2 separate regions of the Macaca mulatta genome follow, and region 2 is linked to region 1. The links are chromatin contacts, called in public Hi-C maps. All regions are on one chromosome and are shown on one strand. Each heading gives the region's core, a stretch centred on a gene start, on an enhancer-like site or on the middle of the called end of the contact. The rest is flanking DNA. Distances are from core to core; before and after follow the strand shown.

What was found. Hi-C and Micro-C count contacts between places; a contact is called where the count stands out from the background.
Region 2: a Hi-C map of fetal cortical plate shows a contact between it and region 1, with 2.7 times the contacts expected there. The contact joins the promoter of SEC62 here to the promoter of MYNN in region 1. A contact is called at or near these places in 3 of 14 Hi-C or Micro-C datasets (fetal cortex germinal zone, fetal cortical plate and liver).

What each region holds. Positions count from the first base shown.
Region 1 is chr2:81,486,568-81,493,492 of T2T-MMU8v2.0, reverse strand. MYNN (myoneurin) reads right to left here and starts at 2,560. Exons shown (of 8, transcript XM_077991653.1): 1 at 2,496-2,560; 2 at 1,524-1,690. It overlaps TRNAV-AAC (transfer RNA valine (anticodon AAC)), which reads right to left and starts at 3,693; the gene lies at 3,621-3,693. ACTRT3 (actin related protein T3) reads left to right here and starts at 4,543. Exons shown (of 2, transcript XM_001093250.5): 1 at 4,543-5,157; 2 at 6,304-6,925. The coding sequence starts at 4,769.
Region 2 is chr2:81,682,527-81,689,451 of T2T-MMU8v2.0, reverse strand. It overlaps SEC62 (SEC62 homolog, preprotein translocation factor), which reads right to left and starts at 2,418. Exons shown (of 8, transcript NM_001195502.1): 1 at 2,367-2,418. The coding sequence starts at 2,402. It overlaps LOC106997009 (a long non-coding RNA gene), which reads left to right and starts at 2,435. Exons shown (of 2, transcript XR_001443111.3): 1 at 2,435-3,247.

The DNA of each region.
Region 1 (6,925 bases), core at 1,311-3,810:
CTTCTTGCACAAGAATGTTTCCTTGTCAAAAGGATTAATGAGCACCCTGATTCTAGATTTTTAAATAAGTATCTTTCCATGATAAGCTGCAATATAAAAGGGAGGGAAAGATTTTGCTTACTGTATACATGCACATCTCTACCGAGATCTGGAAAAGAATGAATTAATATATATCAAAAGGTTAACAGGGGTTATCAGTAGGTAGCAGAATTTCAGGTGTTTCATTTTTCTTTTTTCTAATTTTTCTCCAAGAAACATGGAATTAAAGGGGGAGGAGAGGGTAAAGAAGAAAAATAAAGAAATTAATGTTCACAGGGAAGTGAATAAGGATCAAGTAAAACCTTATTTAGCCTCAAGGTAGTTCTTACCATCTCATTTTGACAGATGGGGAAACTGAGGCCCAGAGAGATTGCATCATGCTCAAGGAGACATAGCAACTGACAGGAAAAATCTAATTCCAAAGCCTATAATCTTCCTATGTCAGAAGATTATGAACAGTCTACTCATGTTCCCACTTTCATAGGAGAGGCAGAAATAAGACAGGGGTAATTTAATCAGTTTCTCTTTGCTTTTATTCCCTCCACCTTTTCCCCTACAATCAGTAAATGTATTGATATTAATCTAATTATATGGTTCATTATATAGGGGAGACACACAGTGCCTGCAATATCAGATTCCTCAGAACCCACTTTTTGTTAATGCAGTGACAATAGTAAGCATCTTAGAGAAGCATTCTAGCATCTTTGACCTTACCTCAGTATTAGTACTGGTAGGTTAATAGAGATAACAGGAGTCAGAATGAGGGAGAGAGACCAGAGGAATACAAGGACCAAAAAGCAATGGGAAACTGGAAGTCACTTAGAATTTTTTGTGTTTGCAGCCTGGCCAACATGGTAAAACCCTGTCTCTACCAAAAAAAAAAAAAAAAAAAAAAACAAAAATTAGCCAGGTGTGGTAGTGCATGCCTGTAGTCCCAGCTACTAGGGAGGCTGAGGTGGGAGAATCGCTTGAACCTGGCAGGCAGAGGTTGCAGTGAGCAGAGATTGCGCCACTGCACTCCAGCTTGGGTGACAGTGAGTCCGTCTCAAAAATAAAATAAAATAAATTCATTGTGTTTAATGTTCAAGTTTACGGAAGTGAAATCACAGGCTCTATTTCAGTAGATGAACGTGTCAGAAATCTTACTGTTTATTATCTGTGGTTTCTGTGCTTATGAAATATTGCCTGCTCATCCTACATCAGTGATACTGATTTCTTTATAAAAACAAACATTGTATGCACAAAATAGTTGAAGAATTTGAGTTCAGAGAATGAAGGGAAAAAACACAAAGCTACTTTTGCTGTGAAGACTACTGACTAGTTTTTATAACTGGAAATAAAATGTGTACTTTACCTGTCAAGATTTAAAGTTCCTGTGTATATAAACTCCAACAGTTTCTGAAATCCATCAGCCTTCACCTGACTCTGATCAAGAAAGACATTATTCTCAGAAGTGCTTCTGTAGATCGCACCAAAATACTCACTAAAGGAGGCCAGCACATTCCTATGAGCTTTAAACTGGAATTCCCCAATCACTATGGTGCAGTCACAAAGAAAACCTGCTTCCCGCTGTTTGTTCAGTCTCTCTAAAAGGTGCTCACAGTGGTGCGAATACTGCATTTTGATATCAGAATGGAATTCTACCCTTGATCTAAAAGACAAAAAGAAATAGTAAATCAGTAACCGTAAGTTTCATCAACGTTCAGTGAGGGAAGGGACAGAGGCCATAACTTTAACAATTTTAGCCCCCCTTGAAAATCCTTATCAAATATATATGGTTAAGAATGAAGGGACGGGTGCCTTTCTATCTTTGGTTCCCTTGACCAACTAACACAATCCTTTGGACATATCACTAAGTGACGGTGAATGGCAACACTTCTACCACCTGAAAAAAGCACCGCAAAACTTGACGCCTTCACATCAGTTGAACCCTCAGATTTTCAAGCTCAGTGGACATACTTATGTTACAAAAAATTTTTTTAAGCCACTAAGACATGATCTCTTGGGACTAATAGGGGCAGAACAGTACGAGTTTTTAAAAACTGCTCTCAAGTTACCAAAACCTGTTAGTTTCCCCAGTGCGGTTTCTCCAAAACGCGAGGTGGCTGCCCATAGAGCCGGGAATGCGCCGGGCCACGGCTTGCTGTCAAAGGTTCTATCACTGGCGCCGAGGAGGCCACACCTTCTCCCTTCCCACTCTCTCTACGCCAGGCGGCATCCGAGAGTGACAACCAAAGCCAGTCCCTCCTCGGCTTCTGCCGCCCTGCCCTCTGCCCAGCTCCCACTCCCGCGAAATGCCACAGCAGAGGTTGTGGCCCAGGCCACCCCGGGGCTGCCTAACCCAAGCCTTCCACCTGCGCCCGGACCCGTGCGGGAACTCCAAGGAGCCTGCCCTCCGATGGCCGAGGTTCTGGAGAGACCGGGAATGGCGGGCCAGGGGTGAAGTAGGAACTCACCGATAGCAACCCAAGTGGGGGAACACAGTTTCTTCACTCTGTCTCCGCCATCTTGGGAGGACGTCACCGCGCCACGCTCCGCCTCTCCCTTCCTTCCACGGTGGCGTCATGTCCGGCTCTGTCATCCCGTGGCCGTGCGGGAGGCTCTGGGGCGGTGGGGATCCAGCGCTGGCCAGGACGGGACAGGATGGCCCACAGAGACCCACTCCCCAGCATGCCAGGGGTCCCTCGAAGCAGCAGGCGTCATGGATACGAGAGCTGAGGGCTCGCTAGCTCGCAGCGCTCCGCCTGTCTTCCTCATCGCGAGCATTCTGGTGTCGGCAGTCAGCGTCTGGCGCTCTGCCGGGGCTCTGCGCCGAGGCCCGGCAGCACTGCGCCGCGGGCCTCTCTCCTGAAGCCAGCTGCGCACTGGATACGGGGGCTTGTAGTTGCTTGTCTTCTCCCATCATCCTCCCCTTTCTCGGGGCCCCCACCGGTGGAAACTGCTGCATGTATACTCGGATCTCTGCCATGGGGGATTTTTTAGCTGAGACTCGGCACCCCTTTCCCGCTTACGAACCTGAAAACTCTTGGCACCCCCTGTTTTTTTTGTGCCCCAGCCAACTGTGGCTCAGCTTCCAAGATGCCCTTACCTGGTGACAGAAGTCTGGGATGCACGAAAGCGGAGCAGCTGGGCACAGTGGGCATGCGCAACATTAGAGGAAGGTGGGCTTTATACCGGAAAAGGTTTTCCTGCGTCTGGAGTAGAAGATTTTTAATACGATTATTTACATACACTTCAGACGAAAAACCAAGTGACATAATACAAAAACGCTCAGGAGGCGACAGGACTAACCACTTTTACACTTTGATCTTTCCTTCTAGGCTGTACAGTATTCTTTATGTATTAGCTGGTGAGTCAAATTCATTTTTTAAAACCCGGGGCACGTGTTCCACGTGGCAAGGCTTCCATAAAAACATTTGGTGAACGAATAAAGTAACATAAAAACTTACGGTTCAAACTCTCAAATTGCTATCAAGATCATGTCTTTTGAAAGACCGATATATATTAATCTCACGCTGACCTCAAAAAAAAAAAGTGATCTCACGCTTTCTTTCAAGCAAAGAAAAGAACGTCTGTCGAGCTGTTTCCGCCCGGTTTCGAACCGGGGACCTTTCGCGTGTTAGGCGAACGTGATAACCACTACACTACGGAAACCCCGCTGCATGGTTTTTGTTGTGGAGTCCTTGATATATATATGTGTCAATTCGCAATTCCAAGTGAAAAATCTATGCCCAATTGGTGGAGCGAAACCGTTTCAAAAGCTTGAATCTGCATGCACTTTCTTCCAAAGCGCCTGGGTACCGCGGTAGAAACCAGGCACTCCCGAGTTGCCCTTCCTTTGGGTGCACTTTTTTTTTTTTTGCCTCCTGGGAAAGAAGGTTTTATTATACATCCTTTCCGCAGGTTCAGCTGCTCAGACTCCGGGGCGAAGCAGGCAACTTTCGTTATTTAGCCGCGAAAAAGCCATCCTTTCAGCTGCTGGTGGAAGGACGTGTAAAATTACTTTTGAATTTCCTCCTTTTGCTTATGAAGACCAAGCAGAGGTTCTAAATTGACTGCTTATTTTAAAATTCTCTACAGGGTATGCAGAATCAGACACCAAGATGCGTTTATTGACAAGCAATGTACTTTTAAATTTTTCCAAACTTGAATTTCCTATGACCTGAGAAACTTCACTTTTCCTCCAAAAAGGCGGGCACGTCCTTCAGTCTAAAAATCAAGAGTAGGGAATGAGGCTTGCAGATTACACCAGAAGGATATAATTCGAATTAATATAATTCGAGGAACTACTATTTTAATTGCGTATATTTTGCTTGGAAATCACAGGAAGAAACACAACAAAGCATTGCCCAGTGTACAGAAAAAATAACAAACGTACTTAAAACTCATTTAAATTCTAGCATTTTTCTCCTTATTTTAGAAGTTTAACGTTTCAGAAGCAGACACTGCCTCCCTTCCTGCGACAACTTTCCCCTTTTAAGTCTCATTTTTCCCCAGTTTCAAGGGCGAATTCTAGAACTCCCCGGAACCGCCACCAGTTAAGCAGAATTCAGTGGCTTTGGAAAATAAAACTGCTTTTATAGCTCTTCTGGGTATTTGAGAAATGCACTTGTTAAGTGTTAGAGTTGAATCTTTTGATGGGAAAGTCGGGTTTTCCTGATACTAGGATTCCGGGATTCCAGGGGTTGGGGTGGCCCAGTTCCTGCGAGAAGCAATAGCGGGCGGTGACATGAGGAGCACAGTGCGTCCAGCGAGTCCTTGCGCCTGGGGGCCTCCCGAACCCCCGCCTGCGCCCCAGGACTCGAGCCTCACTGGGCCGTGCCGGGGCCTCTGTGACGCGGCGTTTCAGGCAGTCGGCCCCGGCAGAGCCCGCAGCCAGAGCGGCCCAGAGACAGGAGGCGGCGGCGGCAGCGGCGGCATGAACCACTGCCAGCTTCCGGTGGTGATCGACAACGGCTCGGGAGTGATCAAGGCGGGCCTGGCTGGGAGCAGGGAGCCCCAGTTTATCTACCCGAACATCATCGGCCGCGCCAAGGGCCAGAGCCGCGCGGCGCCGGGCGGGTTAGAACTCTGCGTGGGTGACCAAGCTCAGGACTGGAGGAGCTCGCTGTCCATCAGGTACCTCCTTCTCCCAGCAAGACTGGTGGGGCTGGGGAGGTTGTAGGGGAGTGGGGCTGGGGAGGTTGTGTGGGGTGGGGCTGGGGAGGCTGGGGAGGTGGGACTGGGGAGGTTGTGTGAGGTGGGACTGGGGAGGTTGTGGGGGGCGGGGCTGGGGGGTTGGGGGACGGGGCTGGGGAGGTTGCGGTGGGCGGGGCTGGGGAGGTTGAGGGGGCGGGGCTGGGGAGGTTGCGGGGGGCGGGGCTGGGGAGGTTGGGGGTGGGGCTGGGGTTGGGTTGGCTGGGGGCGGGGGTACTGGGGGTGTTGGGGTGGGGCAGGGAAGAACCCCAAAGGAGGTGCGCAATGGGGACAGAAAGGATAAGGAAGCAGGGAGCAGGAAAACCCCAGCCAGCTGGAGTTACTACAAACGCGCGGGCCACAAATCTCCATGGGTACCACACATCTAAAAAATTGAACATTTTGCTCTCTGTGGCTATCAAATGCATTCAAACGTATAAAGTTATCCAACGAATTCATTTAAGAATATTAACTCGGCCGGGCGCGGTGGCTCAAGCCTGTAATCCCAGCACTTTGGGAGGCCGAGATGGGCGGATCACGAGGTCAGGAGATCGAGACCATCCTGGCTAACCAGGTGAAACCCCGTCTCTACTAAGAAAACACAACGGGTGAGGTGGTGGGTGCCTGTAGTCCCAGCTACTCGGGAGGCTGAGGCAGGAGAATGGCGTGAACCTGGGAGGCGGAGCTTACAGTGAGCTGAGATGGCGCCACTGCACTCCAGCCTGGGTGACAGAGTGAGACTCCGTCTCCAAAACAAACAAACAAACAAAAAAGAATATTAACTCATGGTTCCTTTTGTCACTTGGGTTATTCTCTTCAATTGACACTTAAACTATACTATAATGTGGACATTTCCCAATTTTTTAAAAGTCACAAACTTCCAAAGGAGAGAGAAAATAGAAAGCAACAAAAATTGCAGAGGTAAGTAGCTGTGCTAATTTTTGCTGACATTTACCTTCTGTGAGAGGCTGTGGCAGTTATTGCCCATAAAGGGATATTGGTAATAAACACGGGGAATTAACTGAGGGTCAAAGACAATAGAACTAGAAAAATAAAAAGCTGTCATTGATCTTAGTGCTCTCCCTACAGTTACCCAGTGGAGCGTGGTCTCATTACTTCATGGGATGACATGGAGATCATGTGGAAGCATATCTATGACTATAACCTAAAGCTGAAGCCGTGTGATGGCCCAGTCTTGATTACTGAGCCAGCCCTGAACCCACTGGCCAACCGGCAACAGATCGTGGAAGTGTTTTTTGAGCATCTGGGTGTTCCTGCCTTCTATATGTCCATCCAGGCTGTGCTGGCTCTCTTTGCTGCTGGCTTCACTACTGGTCTTGTGCTGGATTCAGGTGCTGGGGTTACCCAGAGTGTGCCCATCTTTGAGGGTTACTGTCTGCCTCATGGTGTGCAGCAATTGGATCTGGCGGGCCTTGACCTCACCAACTACCTCATGGTGCTAATGAAGAACCATGGTATCATGTTGCTTAGTGCTTCGGACAGAAAGATTGTTGAAGACATCAAGGAGACCTTTTGTTATGTGGCAATGAACTACGAAGAGGAAATGGCCAAGAAACCTGATTGTCTAGAGAAAGTTTACCAACTACCTGATGGGCAGGTCGTCCGGCTCCATGACCAGCTCTTTTCTTGTCCAGAGGCCCTCTTCTCTCCATGTTGTATGAACCTTGAGGCCCCTGGCATTGATAAGATA
Region 2 (6,925 bases), core at 1,169-3,668, 200 kb before region 1:
TTTGTATCAAACATTTCTCCCCAATGTGCAAATTACAATTAAAGATCACTGAATCACTAAACGTAAACATCTTTCTGAACATAAAACGCCAAGCAACAAATGACAGAAACTCAGCTGGTATTACAGACTTTTTTGCCTAAAAATTCCACAACAGGATCTTTTTTGTAAGTTAAACTCTAAACTTTTCATTACACTTGATCTTTTTATCACAAGTGATTACAGAGCTTCTGATGATCTGGAATGATAAAACTGAGGTATTTTCTAGGCTAGTATATTTTGACAAGTGTGTTAGGCTGCATAAAAGTAGTACTCTAAGATCTCTCACAAACATTTTACACAGCCATGTAGAAAATTTCAAGGACAGAAAAATAAATGTCACTTAATTTTGTGTATGCCAAGTAGGTTTTTAATAATTGATCCTCAAATAATAGAAAGTAAATAGCTATACTCTACATAACTCCCAACATAACAGTTTATTTACTGAATAGGGGGTTGCTAATCTTTCTTCAGTATATCAAAGAGTACTTAACAAAAAACAAAATAACAATCCAATCTAAATCCTTCATCCTGGGTAAGGAGTAGAATAGAAGGAAGGGGTTATGTGCCAAATACTTTTAATAACTTTTAATAAATAAGTTGACTCACCTATTATTTTCACAGCAACCTTAAAGTTTTTCTTTTTTGAGGTAAATATCCCTTCTTGCACATGCAGAAAGTGAGGTAAAAATTAACTTGCTCAAAGTTACTCAGCCAATAATTGGTGGAGCTGGGGTACAAACAGGCAGTCTGGCTCAAGTTTGAGCTCTCTGCCACTGTCACATTACTCCACAGCCTCTGTTTAATATAAGATCACAACTAAAATAAGAGCAGCTATTCAAAAGGTGAATTATATAACCCTTACAACAATATTAAAAAGCAACTGGAATTGTAAAACAATGTGTATTGAAGGGCATAAAATTGTACTGTCAAGAGTAAATCTAAGAAGTTCTGTAAGTACAAATCTGACAGATAATTTCAATACACAATCTAATAAAATATTGTATGCCCACGTCAGAGGAATAACACTAACTCTTGAAAGATTAAGAACAGTATAATTAGAAACTTCTACTGATCTTAAGACCTAGTCTGATCTGTCTGAACTTGAAATCTGCCTCTTTCTAATTCCCTTCCGTACCCTGTTCAGAACTACTTTATTTCTGCCAAATTCCAAAATTCCAAATTTATTGATCATGTGTGTCTTTTTCACAGCATTTAAAAAGTTTCCAGAAGAATTTTAACTTGTATAGCTCAAAACACCTGTAGTGTAGGCCAATAAATGGATACTTGGAAAAAAAAAAAAGACGGGGTAAAATGGAAGAAAGAAAAAATCATTCTAAGCAATGAAATAGTAAGGAACAGAAAGGCAATGATGAGTGTAACAATTTATGATTATAGTAACAATTTACTACATGTGATCAATTTATGAGGCCTTACGAAGGTTTCTCAGCACATCAGCTGATGAGACGACTAATAAATATCCTGAGTCCAAGATGTTCTACATAATTAATCCTCTTGGCAAAGAACAAGAACCAGGGAAAATCGCAAGGAAGAAATGCACAAATGACATGCATGTGGAGTGAGGCAGGGATGTTATGTAGGTTACTACGAAGATGACACACTGGCATGTGAAGGGTTTCTGGGCGCCACCAGCTCGTTGCAGCACCAACGAGGTTGTGGTTGTTTACACCACGTCGCCTGGAAAAAAGCCGGCAAGCTTCAAGTGGACTATTAAGTGAAGAATATTGAGGGGAAAGAAGGGCAACGCAACTGAACATCTGGATGAGCAGATCGCTGCCTAGGCCCCGAGGCAGCTGACCAAGTCCAGATCATTCTCCCTTACGGTCTATGCGCACAAAGGACCAGCTGCTTTAGGTCAGTCCGCCGCCTCCTGCTACCCCAATTACCGTGGCCTTAATTTCAGGACAGCTAAGGCCAGAGGATGGGGTGAAGGGAGGGGAGGAGCCCCGGGAAGGGTCAACGTCTGCGCCCCGGAGGAGGCTGACCTCCCAGGTCAGGCCCGGGACGGCGCGACCACAAGAACTCCGAGCCCACAGCCGCGCCCCCGCAGCCGGATTCCGAGCGCGGCGCCTCCCTCCTTACCCTGCTGCTCCACCACCACCTCTGTCTCTGTCTCCGCCGTCGCCAACACCGCCCCCCCACCGCCCCAGGCCCCTCACAACGACGCAACCTGCAGCCAGCTGCCTCGCGGCGGAACTCCACCCCACCCCACCTCGCCCTTGCTTTCGCTCGCCCTTTTAGGGGGCTTTCCCCGCTCCTTCCACTTTCCATCGTGCTGAAACCCCCTGCCCAGAGCTCGGCTTTGCTACCTGGATCCGCTTCTTGTGTCTCCTGCGTTCCGCCATGTTGGCCGCTCCGCCCGGTTCCCTCTGACGTGGAACGAGGAGGGGGCCTTGGAAACCTCGCGAGAGCGCGCCCCGAGGCCCGTTATGTAACCCGCCGGCTGGCGCCCCGGGAATGAGGAGGTCGGCCAGCCGGCTGGGCCTGCGGTCTTTGGTTGTGCCTTCTCTGCACTCTTCCCTCCGCTCCTGTTGTGCGGGAACTGGAGAATCGTTAGGACCTGGAGGAAGCAGAGAAGTGGATCAGAGAACAGGAGGGCTGGGAAGAGACCTGGTTTCTCAAACCTGACTGAGCATCTGAATCACCTGAGAAACTATTAAAATGCAGATTCCCCGACCCCACCCCCTCAGAGTCAGAGTCTGTGCTTTTAGGGTGCGGCCTTTCTCAGAGGGATCGACTGAGAATTACCGAATCCTAGAAGTCTTTACCTGAGGCAGTTCTTGCAGTGTACTGTATATTTCATGACATTCCAGGTAAAAGATGACACGACCGAGACCGTTGAGTGGCAGAAATATGAACTGACTTGTCTAAGGCTCCACAGGTGGTAGATGGCAGAGCCAAGACCTGAGCCAATTATCTTTTCCCCTGCGCTGTGCGGGGTAATACAGCTCGTTTAAAACAAGCTGGTGTCTCCATTCCGTTTTCCGCGTTGCTTCTCACAATTCACCGTTAGAATCCAGAAGTAAGAGAACCCAGGGAAGCGTAAGGAAGATGAAGAGGACAAAGATTCTAAGAAGGTGGGAAGGAAGAAGGCTGCAGTCTATTTCAGGTCTGGTGAATTTCGATCACTGTAGCCTTTATTGTTATTTTGGAGCCACTTAGATCAAAAGACAAGGAGCTTAAATTGCTGGTAAGTGCTTAGATAGAAATTCCCATGACTGACTTTATGGAAATCTTTAAAGCGTTTTTAATTGTAGAAAATGGGGAAAATTCAGAAAAGAAAGATGTTCTTTCTTTCTTGTCTTTTTTTTTTTTTTTTTTGAGACTGAGTCTCGCTCTATATTGCCCAAGCTGGAGTGCAGTGGCTCAATCTCGGCTCACTGCATCACCAAACTCCTCTTCTCAACTGATCTCCCTCTTCAGCCTCCTGAGTAGCTGGGACTACAGGCATGCACCACCACACCTGGCTAATTTTTCCTTTTTTTGTGGAGACGGAGTTTCCTTATGTTTACCAGGCCGGTCTTGAACTCCTGGGCTCAAACGATCCACCTGTCTCTGTCTCCTGAGTAACTGGAACTACAGGCGTGAGCCACTGTGACCGTTCAGTTTATTTTCTTATATTATTTATTCCGACTTTGTGTGTGCATGTGTGTTTGTATTTATATTTTTTCCTGTTTCCCAAATTGAGATAATATGCAATATGGCAGCTGCTTTTTTCATTTAATGTTAGGTCGTAAACGTTTATTATACCATTAAACATTTTTTCCAGGTTTCCCATATTATATATCTAACCTAAGAGCAATTAAATGTGTAAGTAAGGCAAATTGCAGCATCTTGATGCCTAATTTTTTAACAAAGTAAGATTGCTGAATTTTTTTTCTTTTGGACTATGCAGTTCTGGTCTCAAGGGAGTCATTTAATTCCTTTCTCCTCTATAATCTATAATTTGGGTGTGTGTATAGTCAGAGATGGGGTGAGAAAGAAGTAATTATTCTTGCCAATTAACCCAAAACATAATATAGAATATGAAATGTCTTTATTTCCTTCAATCCCTCTACCCACCTAGAATGATCAATCAGTTTTGTGCTGTTTTATGTGGAGAACACTGGACCATTTTATAGGAGACCTGGTCTATAAATGAAAATATTATTGCATTCAGTAGGTATTGAGTGCCTACTAGATAGATGTCAAATGTTAGGTTAGGACTATGGTGGGAAATAAAAATCCTTTATGGACAATGACTCACCCTCAAGTTACTGCCTTACTATTTTCTTCAGCAGAGCTTTAATTTAGTGTCCTCTTGTTCTCACTGTCATTCACTCCTTAAGACTACAACAATTTGGTTTCTACCTCCACCATCCAGTAAGAATTATTTTACCTTCTCTCAGCTAGCATCTTACTGAGTATTTGACAATGTTGACTGTTCTTGTTTACTTCTTTTCCTTCTTTGGCATGTATATCAACTTCTTTCCGATTTCTTGTTGGCTTCTCTCCTTTTACCCAATTCTCAAATGTTCCTGGCCACCGTTTTTATATGTTCACCTTCCTCTTGTCTCTTCTATTTGTGCATTCTGTTTACAGATTAATTCCAGAATATTGCATTCATGTTTAATTCCAGATTTCTTCTGGATATTTCCACTGAAATCCAACTAAAAATCACCATTTCCCCAGCAAAACCTGCCTCTTTTATTATAAAACCCAAATAACTGCATTGTTGTTCACTCAAATACTAATGCTAGAAACCTTGGATGTATCCCAACCATGCCTTTCTGCCAGTCAGTCACCAATCCTGTTGATTCTACAGCTGAGATGTTTGGAATTTTTCCCTCCCTCATCATTCCCAACGCCATTGCCTTGTTCAAATCTTCATCATTAGCTATGTGAACTAGTATTGCAGTGGCTTCCTAATGGTTCTCCTCACTTCTATGCTCTTTACACTCCAGACCTTCTATTCCCTTGTTAAAAATCCTTCCATGACTCCTCATTGTGTATAGCAGCATGAATGATGGCTGATGTTCACACATATAACCTCAGATTTCTGGGTCAAATTTTCGGTCTCCTTTCCATTTAATATTTATATAAAAATAGCTCAAATCATCTTCCCAGCACACCATCTGTGTCATTGGTGGTGGTAGTAAGGAGTTTCTCCTAGCCACTTCTAGTTCCAACTTGGTTTTGAATTTGCAATTTTACTCTTATTATTTGACTGTTATTTCTCTCCCAAACGAGGAGTATTTTTTTGTTGTTGTTGCTGAAGACAGTTTCTTGCTCTGTCGCCTAGGTAGGAGTGCAGTGGTGCGATTTTGGCTCACTGCAACCTCCGCCTCCCGGGTTCAAGGGATTCTCCCACCTCAGCCTCCTGAATAGCTGGGACCACAAGTCGTGCCAACACGCCCACCTAAATTTTTAAATTTTTTGTAAAGACAGGTTTCTCCATGTTGCCCAGGCTGGTTTCTAACTCCTGGGCTCAAGCAGTCTGCCTGCCTCAGCCTCTCAAAGTGCTGTGACTACAGGCATGAGCCACCACACTTGGCCCCTGTTTTCTTTTGCCAAAGCAAAACTATTAGTTACAAGAGACTTTACTGGAGGTTTTTGAGGAAATGAGTTATATTTATTCATTTATTAAACAAATGTTTATTGAGGGCTTATTATGTGCCAGTCCATGTTCTAGACACTGAGGATATACTAGTGTTCAGGAGGCAAACATCCTGCCCTTTTGGAGCTTATACTTTGGAAAGAAGAGAACAGACTGCAAAACACAAGAAAGCAGATTATATGGTACAGTCATCCATCAGTATCGGCTGGGGATTACTTACAGGACCCCTGTCAAAAACCTGGAACAGTGAATGACAGTGAGTAAATCAGGATTAGTTCTAGATTTTTGATGCTTAAATCTGCAGATGCTTAAGTTCCTCATCTAAAATGATACAGTATTTGCATATAACCTATGCACATTCTCCCGTATCATCTCTAGGTTACTTATAGTACCTAATACAATGTAAATGCTATGTAAATAGTTTTTATACTATATAACTTTAAAATTTGTATTATTTTTATTGTGGTATTGTTATTTTCTGTTAGTTTTTTTCCCCAAGTATTTTCAATCGGTTGAATTAGCAGATGTGGACCCTCGGATAGGGAGGGCCCACTATATGTTAAAAGCCTTAGGAGAGAAACAAAGCAGGGTAAAGGGACTGCTTGCAGTGGGAAGGAGGGTGTAATTGTAACTTAAATCGTCAGGGCAGTCCTTTTTGAGGAGATTCACTTTGACCAAAAAAGGCATGAAGAAGAAGAGGGAGCAAGTCCAGTGGGTATCCTAGGAAACCGTACTTAAAGTGGAGTGAAGGGCATTTACAAAAGTCCAGAGGTGGGAGAGTGCAGGTGTGTTTGAGGAATAAATAGTATGGAGGTCAGTAGCTGAAGCAGATTCAATAGAGGAAGGGGAGTAGGGGATAAGATCAGAGGGAAATGGAGCTAGATTGTATAGGGTTTTGTAGGCCATAAAATGAGGGCTTCAGAGGGTGTGCCACGATGGATTAGGGTTAGAAGAATGACTTAAAATGACTTCTATTTAGAAAGGATCCTGATTGCTGTGTTGTGAATAGACGGTGAGAGGAGATACAGGGATAGAAGTGGGGATTTAGTAGGTTATTGCGGCAAACAGATGAGAGATGATGGTGGCTTAGACTTGGGTGTTTGCTATAGAGGCAGTGGGACGTCTTAGATTCTGGTTATATTTTGAAGGTAGAGGCAATGAGATTCTGAATATGAGGGAAAGACAGGAATCAAGGATAACTCCAAGATTTTTGGTTTTACCAACCAGAAGAATGGAATTGTAACTTACTAAAATGAGAAACATAAGAGTGAA